2 separate regions of the Arachis hypogaea genome follow, and region 2 is linked to region 1. Evidence: chromatin contacts called from public Hi-C data. All regions are on one chromosome and are shown on one strand. Each heading gives the region's core, a stretch centred on a gene start, on an enhancer-like site or on the middle of the called end of the contact. The rest is flanking DNA. Distances are from core to core; before and after follow the strand shown. Region 1 holds the start of LOC112797149 (transcription factor SCREAM2). Region 2 has its middle 9.5 kb from the start of LOC112797152.

Region 1 (4,842 bases), core at 669-3,168:
CCGTGATCGATCTTATATCCATATAAAAATAATTTGTTTGAAAAGTCTCAATCCCTGAAGAAGAATACATTAAGTAATTTCCATTAATTTAATTTATTTGATCCAATAGCTATATTTTATTATATTGAGATTTAGATTAAGCCAGAATCATTTCTTGTCCATTTTTGAGAATTCTTAGGCTCAACTAGGAAATAAGAAAAGAACAATAAAATATATATAAAAACAAAAAACTTGAGTACTGCTTAGTTATATTACCTGAAATTGTCTATTTGCTGCTAAAAATATATACATGCTGAAATAATACTCCTATGTAATAATACTCTTAGGCCCTAAATAATATATGTTATTGTATGAATTGTTCAAGTACAAGGGTATTCATATTTCATGGTCAGACACCTATTTATCATGAAAAGTTGTAAACCAGTTAAGGAAAGAGTTGTTGAACTAATTTTTTAGTTAATACTTTTTTTCCATTATTAGCAATAAGTACTATTTATTTTAATTATAACTGAACTCATCCAAAATAACAGAAGTATTGTATTGAAGTTATATTTTATTCTAAAAAATGACACGCCAAAAATCAAATTCTACACATTTAAATTATAAAAATTATTGTATATATTATGTCATGAATGATCTTTTTCAAAACCACTTAATGAATAATTATATAGGATTAATTAGTATATTCTATATCAAAAGGAAGAAAAAATAATCAAATAATAAAATATTATGTTGGCTTACTTCTCCACCCACTGCTTGAAGCTGGAAAGTGTCTTCACAAGAAACCCTAGCATCAAGAACATCAAGTCCAAGCTCTTCAAATGCTTTTAGTATTGAGACCAACATACCAGGGCAATTCTTCTCTGAATACACGTTAATGTGGAAACCTTTTTCTAGGGTTTCCACAGTCACCTGCAATTTTATTTTATTATTATATTAAACATGCAATTTGTCCTTATTTTTTGTGTTTATTTTTAAAAAGACATTTTTATGTGAAGATAATGTTATAAACTGTTAAATAATTTTTAGACAAATATATCAAATCATTTAATAATTTACAATATCATTATATGAAGATGTCTTTGTTGAAATAACTATCATATTCTGTTCGTATTTTATCTATTATTAAAAACTTTTGATATATTTGAGAACGATTTCACATGTATATGAAAAAATTGCAGAAAAAAGATAAAAGAGATATTATAAAATAATCAAATGAAATAAATACAGAAAAAATAGGCACCATAGGTAGTTCATCATCAATTTGAGAGGTTGACGAAGATGTTTCAGGGATTACAAGCTCGGAATTCAGTCCCTCCACTTTTTGCTTCAACTCCTCTATGTATCTGGATGCGTCCACAATAATTGAAGCTTTGTTCACCTGCAAAATAAACCCCAAAAAAAAAAACTATTATTCAATATGAAGAAGCTTTTGCAATTGAGTAAAAATAGTGATGAGCTTGATTGATATATATTATATTAATTCATCATGAACATAAACCTACATATATAATATAGAATCAATTATTACATACACCACTAGAATTTGTAACATCTCGGAGTTGATTCAACTTTTGTTGAAGAGCCTCCCTTCTTCTCTCCCTACTAGAAGCCATGCTTTCTTCTTCTTCTTCTTCTTAGTTTTATTGTTATTATTTTGCTTTTCACTTCAATAATTTTTGTGTATTTGGTTTTTGTTCTTCTGATAACTTCTTACAGGGTCTCTGTCTATATACCCTTACTCATCAATTCCCATATATATGTGGCTTTGAGGTTTTTATTTTTGTTTTTTTTTAATATATATATATATATAGAATGTTTGAGGTTACAAAATTATATATGTTATCTCTTGTTTGTTTCCTTGACGACTACCCAAGTATCCCCACAACAAAATTATTCATTTCACTAGTCATTTACTAAATTGACCTCATTATTCCCCCCCCCCCCCCTCCTTCTATATACATGGTAATTATGGTAATTTTGATATTTTAAAAAGTATTATTAAAATTAAAATAATATTTTTTATTGTTAAACAACATTTTTTAAAAAATGTTACTAAGAAAAGTGTTATACAACAAATATAATTTTAATTTTAACAATACTTACATAATCATCGTGACATAGACATACTAAAATTCATCATATATATATATAATATAAATTAAAATAGTTTTGATAAGAATGAAGAATTATAATTGTCCTATTTCAACCACCCTTTATGTTTTATATAAAATGATAAGACATCGCACTTACTTACACACATTAAACTAGCTTGCTAAATCTTACTAATAACAAGAAATAATGTGAAATCAAATTACTGTTTTATTTTATTATTATATATATAACAATAGAGGAAAGCTAAGGAACCAAAAGCATATCAGCCAAAACCCAGCCAAATACTTTTGGATGAATTTAAAATTTTTACGAGTTAATATATATGAATGTTTCTTCTACTAAGTATCAGAATGTTTCTTTTTCATATTAAATGGATGTTCTTTTATATATTTTTCGAATTTGTAATTGTTGGAGGTGGATAGATCAATGTGAGAGAAAAGAGGAAGGTTTTTATAAGTTTTAGTTAGATTTACTTAATCAATTTAAATTTTTTTAAATTTTAAATTTAAAAAATTTAAAATTAATTAATTATTAATATAAATTAATGTAATTTTGTTTAGTTTTTTGCTGATAAACTTTTGGTTCCTTATACTTTTTCATAACAATATTGTTTTTTGTTTGGTTCTATCTTAATTAAGAAGCACTCATAATTCGTGAAAACAACATTTATCTACCTCATAAATCATAATCCGTTCCTACATTCATCATTTCACACTTTCCCAAAGCCCGAACAAGATTTCTTTTCAGTACAAGAGAGGCAGGAATGAGTGGCGATTTTTTAGGATTTTACAGCAATTTTAAACCGTTACAAAACGAATTATCAATAGTTTAAAATTTAAAAATGTGCATAACATTAATTAATTGTATAAATTGATTTTAGCAATGATTGATTAAAATTAAAAGGAGAAGTACGAGGAATTAATGAAATATTTGTACAATGTGGATAATGGAAGTTTATAGAGTATTAGAGATATAACTATTAGTGTTACATTTTTTCATCAGCTGAAGTTTTTGGGATGAGTGGTATCATGACATGATATTAGAATGCTAGATCTGAAAGGTTGAAAATTCGATCCTTAGTGAACCCCAAAATCAGTCTAAGTTTTTGAAAAGATGTTTATTATTCCTAGTACTTATATAGTTATTCTAAATAATATAGGAAATGTTCATTTTGTAACTCAATCACGATGAATGTGAAGAAGGGTATTTAAGTGAAATAGAAGAGAGAGAAAGAGAGGAAGCTAAGGAAGTCCCGTGAGGGTAATGTTTTGGATGGATTGACAGCTAAAAGAGGTTTGTTTGAGGCATCGATTCGTAGTTTTGGAAGGATTTAAATCATATAAACAATAGAATGGAACCACTTTGAGCTTCCATGGCTTTATCTATCTATCTATCTTTCTTTCTTTATAATATAGCCACTTTCTTTCATGGAACTTAGCTTCCCTGTCACGTGCCAGATTCCCTTCAAAACCGCGTTAACTCCACAAAATTCTCATTTTCCTCACACTCATCCACGTGCCTGCTTCTACCATCCCTCAACCCTCCCACTCACCCTTCATTATGCTACTCCAAATTATTGTGGCTGCTATCATTTAAATTCCTTGTTGAAATTTTGAAAATAGTAAAGTTTAATTTTTCAATTTATACGTAATTAGGGTTTCTTATTTGTGTAATGCACTATGCATAACATCATTTTTTAATATATGATAAGTTTGTTATTATTTTAAATTTAAATTGTTTTATTTAGTTAGAATTAGGCCAGCTTTGAGTTTTTATCATTTTGTTATTCATCAATTATGAAGATAACATAATCAATGTCAGTTAATTGAGTAATCGGTTTAGTCGTTTGTTTAAATAAGCGTAGGAATTAGTCATGACAAAAAAAAAAGCGTAGGAATTAGAATGATCGACGATAAACTCTTAAATGAAGTTTATATCCGTGTCAGATTAATTTTTTATTTATTGGACTAAAAAATACTGTAAATAACAAAAAAATAATAAAAATAACTTCTTTAGATTAGAATTATAATTAATTTATATATATATATAATAAATTTTAACATAATTCGAATTTAAATTTAGTCAATTTTTCATTCAAAACGTTTTTATGATTAACGCTTAAATTTACAGCATAGATAGTGTTTCTTAGGAGAAACTCCACCACCTCTTCCAATGGTCCTTCCCGGAAGCACGGAGATATGCTTGACAAGAACTTTGACCATACTATGGATAAAATCCATCGACTTTAATAATTTTAATGGAGAAACTTTAGCATTCTTCCAATGATCCCTCGTAAACATGTACGTATAAGTTTGCCAAGAGTTTGATTATTGACACGATTGGCTATTGCTACACATTGGTACGCCTATCCTTATTTTATTTGAGCACAACGAACCTCGTAAATCATCTCATTAAAGACTTCTCACTTTTGATCCATCGGTTTAAAATGAGCCATGAAAAACGCTCAAAAAAATAATACTTAACAAATTTAAATTTAAACGAAATAAAAATGTTATAAATATTTAAAAAAAAATACAAGTACTAAAATAAATAAGTTCTTTATTATTTTTTAATAAAAACATAAAATAAATAAGCATTACTAAATTTTTTTTGTCTCTAACATGTGAAGTATATATCATCTAGAAACATAATAAAAAAATAAGTACTATTTATTACAGATAATTATTCTTGGAAAGTTCACACATATCTGACTATTTGTTTCTGAAA
Region 2 (4,842 bases), core at 1,642-4,141, 200 kb before region 1:
ACTTCAATCTAACTCAAACACATCATCTTTTTCTCATTTAATTTTATCACATCATTATTTAATTATACATTTTATAGGTTAACAATCAAACTTTCATGATCCCCAAGTTCAATTTATAGCTAAAGGTCTTTAACATTTATCTCATAATTTTTGGAACTCACAATTTTTCATTATATTCTTTAAATATCTCTTTTTTTCTCAACTCTTATGTTTAATTCTATTAAAACCTCATACTGTGCACATTTTCTATTTCTAAATTTTTGAGTTGATAAATAATTAACGTTTAAATTTGTAATTAGTTAAATTCCTATTTAATTTAATTTCAATTATTTATTTCTTCTATGATCATTTACCCTTAAACAATTGTGCCAATTACTTTAAATTCATTAAAACTCCCTAAAACATCATTTTTTAATTAGAATAAGGGCAGTTTTTCGACAAGCTTACCAGGATAGAAGGTGATAGCAACAGATTTTACAGTGAGCAAAAACAACAGTAGTGGCTCCCTTCAAACTCACCAATAACAATCATGGCAGAGAGAAACCAGAGCAGCAATGACAAGAGATTTGAATGTGGCTTCCGATAATAGCAGTGCAATTTTCTTATGACCAGAGGCACTGTGACGAGGTCACCCTCTCTTCCGGCAAGTTCCTTCTCCTTCTGTTTGTGTTTGGTCGTGTTTCTCTCTCCTTTGCAAACTCTTTCTCTCTCCCTCTCTCTGCACTGTCATGATGGCTACTAAAAGCTCCAGCGATGATGACGACTATGGTAGCTACGGATGGCAACGAGTCCCCATGGAGGAGGACATCCCCCGCCCCTGTCTCCGTCCCCGCCTCGTTCCTGCGACCCCGTAAAAAAATAATAAAAATTGAAAAAATAAAAAACGAAAAATTGAAAAAAAATAAAATAATCTTCGACAAACATAATTTTTATAGTTTCCAAAGACTTAAATAATCATAACCAACATAATTTTGATATCAAACATATTCATAAACAACCAAATATATCCAAAAACTAAAAAACATAATTCATCACATTGTAAAGCATAATTCTCAAGCCTTCTTTTATCGTGTAATTGTAGTAATAGTAAATTCCAATTTGTTTAAATCCTACGTCGAAAAGAAACAAAATGAAAAATTAAAATCATATAATAAATCAACAATAAATCAATAATACAAAAAAGTAGTGTATTGTATATAGTTTAGTAGTTTACTTAGATCAACATCTTCTTCAATATATCAGAGGAAGACATTTTGTGCTCTAAAACAATAAAACTAAAATCACAGAACAATTCCCAAGGGGTTGGAATCTTGTTCATCCTTGGGGTGGTTGTGTTTTACCTAAGATATAGGAACTTCAGAAAGAAGAAGAAAAGTTTAAATGTTTCAAAGTGGAGGTCGTTTCATAAGCTGAGCTTTGATGAGTTTGAAATTGTGAAATTGATGAGTGAAGACAATGTGATAGGGAGTGGATTATTTGGGAAGGTCTACAAGGTTGTTCTAAGCAGTGGTGATGTCGTGGCTGTCAAGATATTATGGGGAGAAACCAAGAATGGAAATGGAATTGGGATTGTTGGTTCTGAACAAGATGAATTTGATGTTGAAGTTGAAACACTAGAAAAATAACTCAGAAATATAGTAAGGTTGTGATGTTGCTGCCACAGTGGTGACAGCAGGCTCCTGGTTTATGAATATATGCCGAATGGGAACTTGACCGATATGTTGAAGAGTAACAAGAAAAGCTTCTTGGATTGGCCAACAAGGTACAAGATTGCAATTGATGCTGCTGAGGGGCTTTCTTATTTGCATCATGGTATTGTGCTACCCATTGTTCATAGGGATGTAAAATTGAACAACGTATTGCAAGCTCTTATGGTTACATCGCACCAGGTTGATGAATTTTTGGTTGACAATTGATTAATTATATATTTACTTAGTCAGTATTTTGGAGTCTTCTTTTTTAATTTGTTATGTTAATTCTGCTTTAACACATTAATGGTTTGCTATATAGTGGCATGTAAATTTACAAGATTTAAAAAGTAAAAACTTATTTTTATAGGGTCATACCAATTTGATTAACTTCTATTAGAAACTTAATTGCAAAATATCCCTTTTTTTCTTGTTCAGTCTACTTGAATTTGAATTTGAAGGTGGTGGTTTTGAAGAAATGAAGGGAAAATGAGGAGCAAGCTACTGTCTCTTTTATTACAATTCTTTGGGGACTTGTTTCTGCATTGGAAAGCACAGATAGTTAGTTATACTACATTTAACAATATTTTAGGTAAGCTAAATTTATAATCAGTAACATGAGTAAATATTTTGCATTTATAGGGGCTGTAGCTAGCCTCTATTATTGGTTTTCTGACATTCAGAAGTGATAAATATTAGCATTTATATTAGGATGAAAATGAAAATTGAAAATGCTAATCTTATCTTAGTCAGGAAGATAGTTTCAACCTCTATATTTTTTTCTTTGGTCTGTCTTTTTGATGTACTGTAAATATTATACTTGCAATTAATTATGAAATATGTATATTACAATCTGTCTCTCTATTGCCTGTTACGTTTGGTATTTTAAAGTTGAATTCTGTTATAAATTTCAGGGTCTGCAAGGACAAAAAATTGTTTTCCTTGAATTGAGAATCCTAAGGTTTATATCAAAGAATCTAAGGGCATTCTTCGAGAACTTTTAATAGTGCATTCTCTATAGATTTGTTTCGTTCACAAGAATTTGGATATATCACAATAGTCTTACATTGGGAAGATAAAAGAAAAGCATGGTCTTTATATACCTTTGATTTTAGCTCTTAGCTCGCCGAGTTGTGTAACGCCAGCTTGTGACCCAAGTGGGGGCAATTAAGGTGATGGAACAGGTGCCTTGGCTTGCTGGGTTGGGCTTGCAAGGGCAAATTGTTGGCCTGCCCACTCCAAGTTGAGAGTTAGGCCCGGTGGTTTAGGCAAAGGCCTAGGCCCCTCGGCTTCTAGAACGGAGGGCAATGCGTGAGGCTGGTTTAACAGAGCAGCGATCACTTCCTGCTCCCAACAGTGGAGGGATTACAGGCCGCTGCTCTTCTGGCCCAGAATGACCTTGTAGGCCTCGTGTTCCTGGACCATCATTTTTTATAATTTTCAAAAAGAAAAAAATTGCTACACAACTTTCCTCGGTTTGAAATTTATTAAACACAATCTTTTTTCTTTATACCTTGCGATCTCACTCTCGGAACTTCATGTTGATTACTCTTAAAACATAGCTATTTATAATGATACACCTTGCCATGTTAAACCAAACTTTTTACTCAACTCATCACTAAGACTATAATGGTTCTTAGAGCACAGCGGTAATAGAATCTCAACAATGACTGCTGATGAATTTGAGTGTAATGAGAGATGATGGAAGAAGAAGCTGAAAAATTTTCCTTGTATATTTATTGTTGCTTTAATTACATTGGAGACTCATTATATATATGTATATATTGCAGGATCACTAGGATTGACTAAATAAAATGCACTAATGCGAACAATGAAAATGATCAAATTCTTGCTAGACTTACATGCATGTGTCTGAAAAAGATCACTAGAAGAGGGTCCGAAGTTTCTAAAAAGATATTATGCAGTTTGCACTGATATGTTTATGATTCGAGTGTCTCCTTTTTGAAGAGTCAAATGTATGTGAAATCACGTTTTCTTTAACCATTACACAAAAATTGCGTCATTTATGCTGAGCTATATCTCTCTCAAAAAAGTCATTGGAAGTCATATATACAACAGAGCTAATAATTTAATTCATATAGAAATTCCTAGTAATAATCATTAGTACTGGGGGATTATACAACTCAATAAAATGAATATCACTAATTGGAAGCTGTAATGGCAGTATATTTGTGTTCATAACAAACAACCTGACCTGGAAATTAGTTAAGAAAATGACAAACTTCAAAATTATAAAATATAGAATCTAATTAATTAATCTTATAAAACTAGACTTGCACCACAAGAAAAATGAGTATTATATAACCATGAGTAGATTGTTATGATATTTATTGTGAGGATTTGCACGGCACTGATATGAGACCTAATGTGATGATGATTATGAGGAAATTTGATGTGATACTATATTATGATTTTGACATGGTATTAATTAAGGTAAGGTTGATATGGAATGATTAATAACATGGTACTTGAGTGGTGTCCTTTTGTATCTTGATTGAGAATAGAAGTGTTGATAGAAACAAGAGACGAGAATTAATGAGAGTACAGTGTGTGTGTGTGTGTGTGTATATAGTGCTGCATGGCTCATATATATCTGTGTGTGTAACTCGTATTACAGAATACAACTCTTAAGTTTGTTCAATAACTCTTACACACACAACCTAGAAAGGCAAAAAGAATGAAAGTAATTAAAGAGACAAGAGTTCTTTGCTGCCTGTAGATTTTGATATGCACGTCGTTTAACGAGGTTGGGGTAAATTTTTTTTTTGGTGGATACTACAATGAAAACTTTATAATTGTCTTCATGTGAAAATATTCTCTTTTGACCTTGGATGATGGATTACATGGTTAGATTTTGATATTTATAAAAGTGTTATTTTTGTTTAAAGTGTGGCTAAATAAATAAATCACACTTTCAAATAAAATATCTTTATAAAAAGATATTTTTGCCATCTTTATTTAAGTAGTTGTCTTTTTTTTATATATATTTGTATACTATAGAGACATTTTGTATATATTATACACATAATTAATTGATGTATAGTCGTAAAGATGTCTTCATATAAAATGACATTATAGACTATTAAATCATTTGATATATTTAAACAATTTAACGGTTCACAGTGTCCAAAGA

What was found. A called contact is a pair of places that touch in the nucleus more often than the background predicts.
Region 2: a contact with region 1 is called in a Hi-C map of leaf, with 2.2 times the contacts expected there. The contact joins the enhancer-like site here to the promoter of LOC112797149 in region 1. A contact is called at or near these places in 3 of 8 Hi-C or Micro-C datasets (leaf and an unstated tissue).

Annotation. Positions count from the first base shown.
Region 1 is chr4:106,751,547-106,756,388 of arahy.Tifrunner.gnm2.J5K5, reverse strand. LOC112797149 (transcription factor SCREAM2) reads right to left here and starts at 1,918. Exons shown (of 4, transcript XM_025839954.3): 1 at 1,536-1,918; 2 at 1,244-1,381; 3 at 742-912. The coding sequence starts at 1,616.
Region 2 is chr4:106,949,975-106,954,816 of arahy.Tifrunner.gnm2.J5K5, reverse strand. No RefSeq gene overlaps it. Among protein-coding and RNA genes, the nearest start is that of LOC112797152, 9.5 kb to the right of the region's middle. Within about 2 kb of position 2,891, at least 3 of the 3 cell types and tissues checked have open chromatin away from gene starts, as enhancers often do.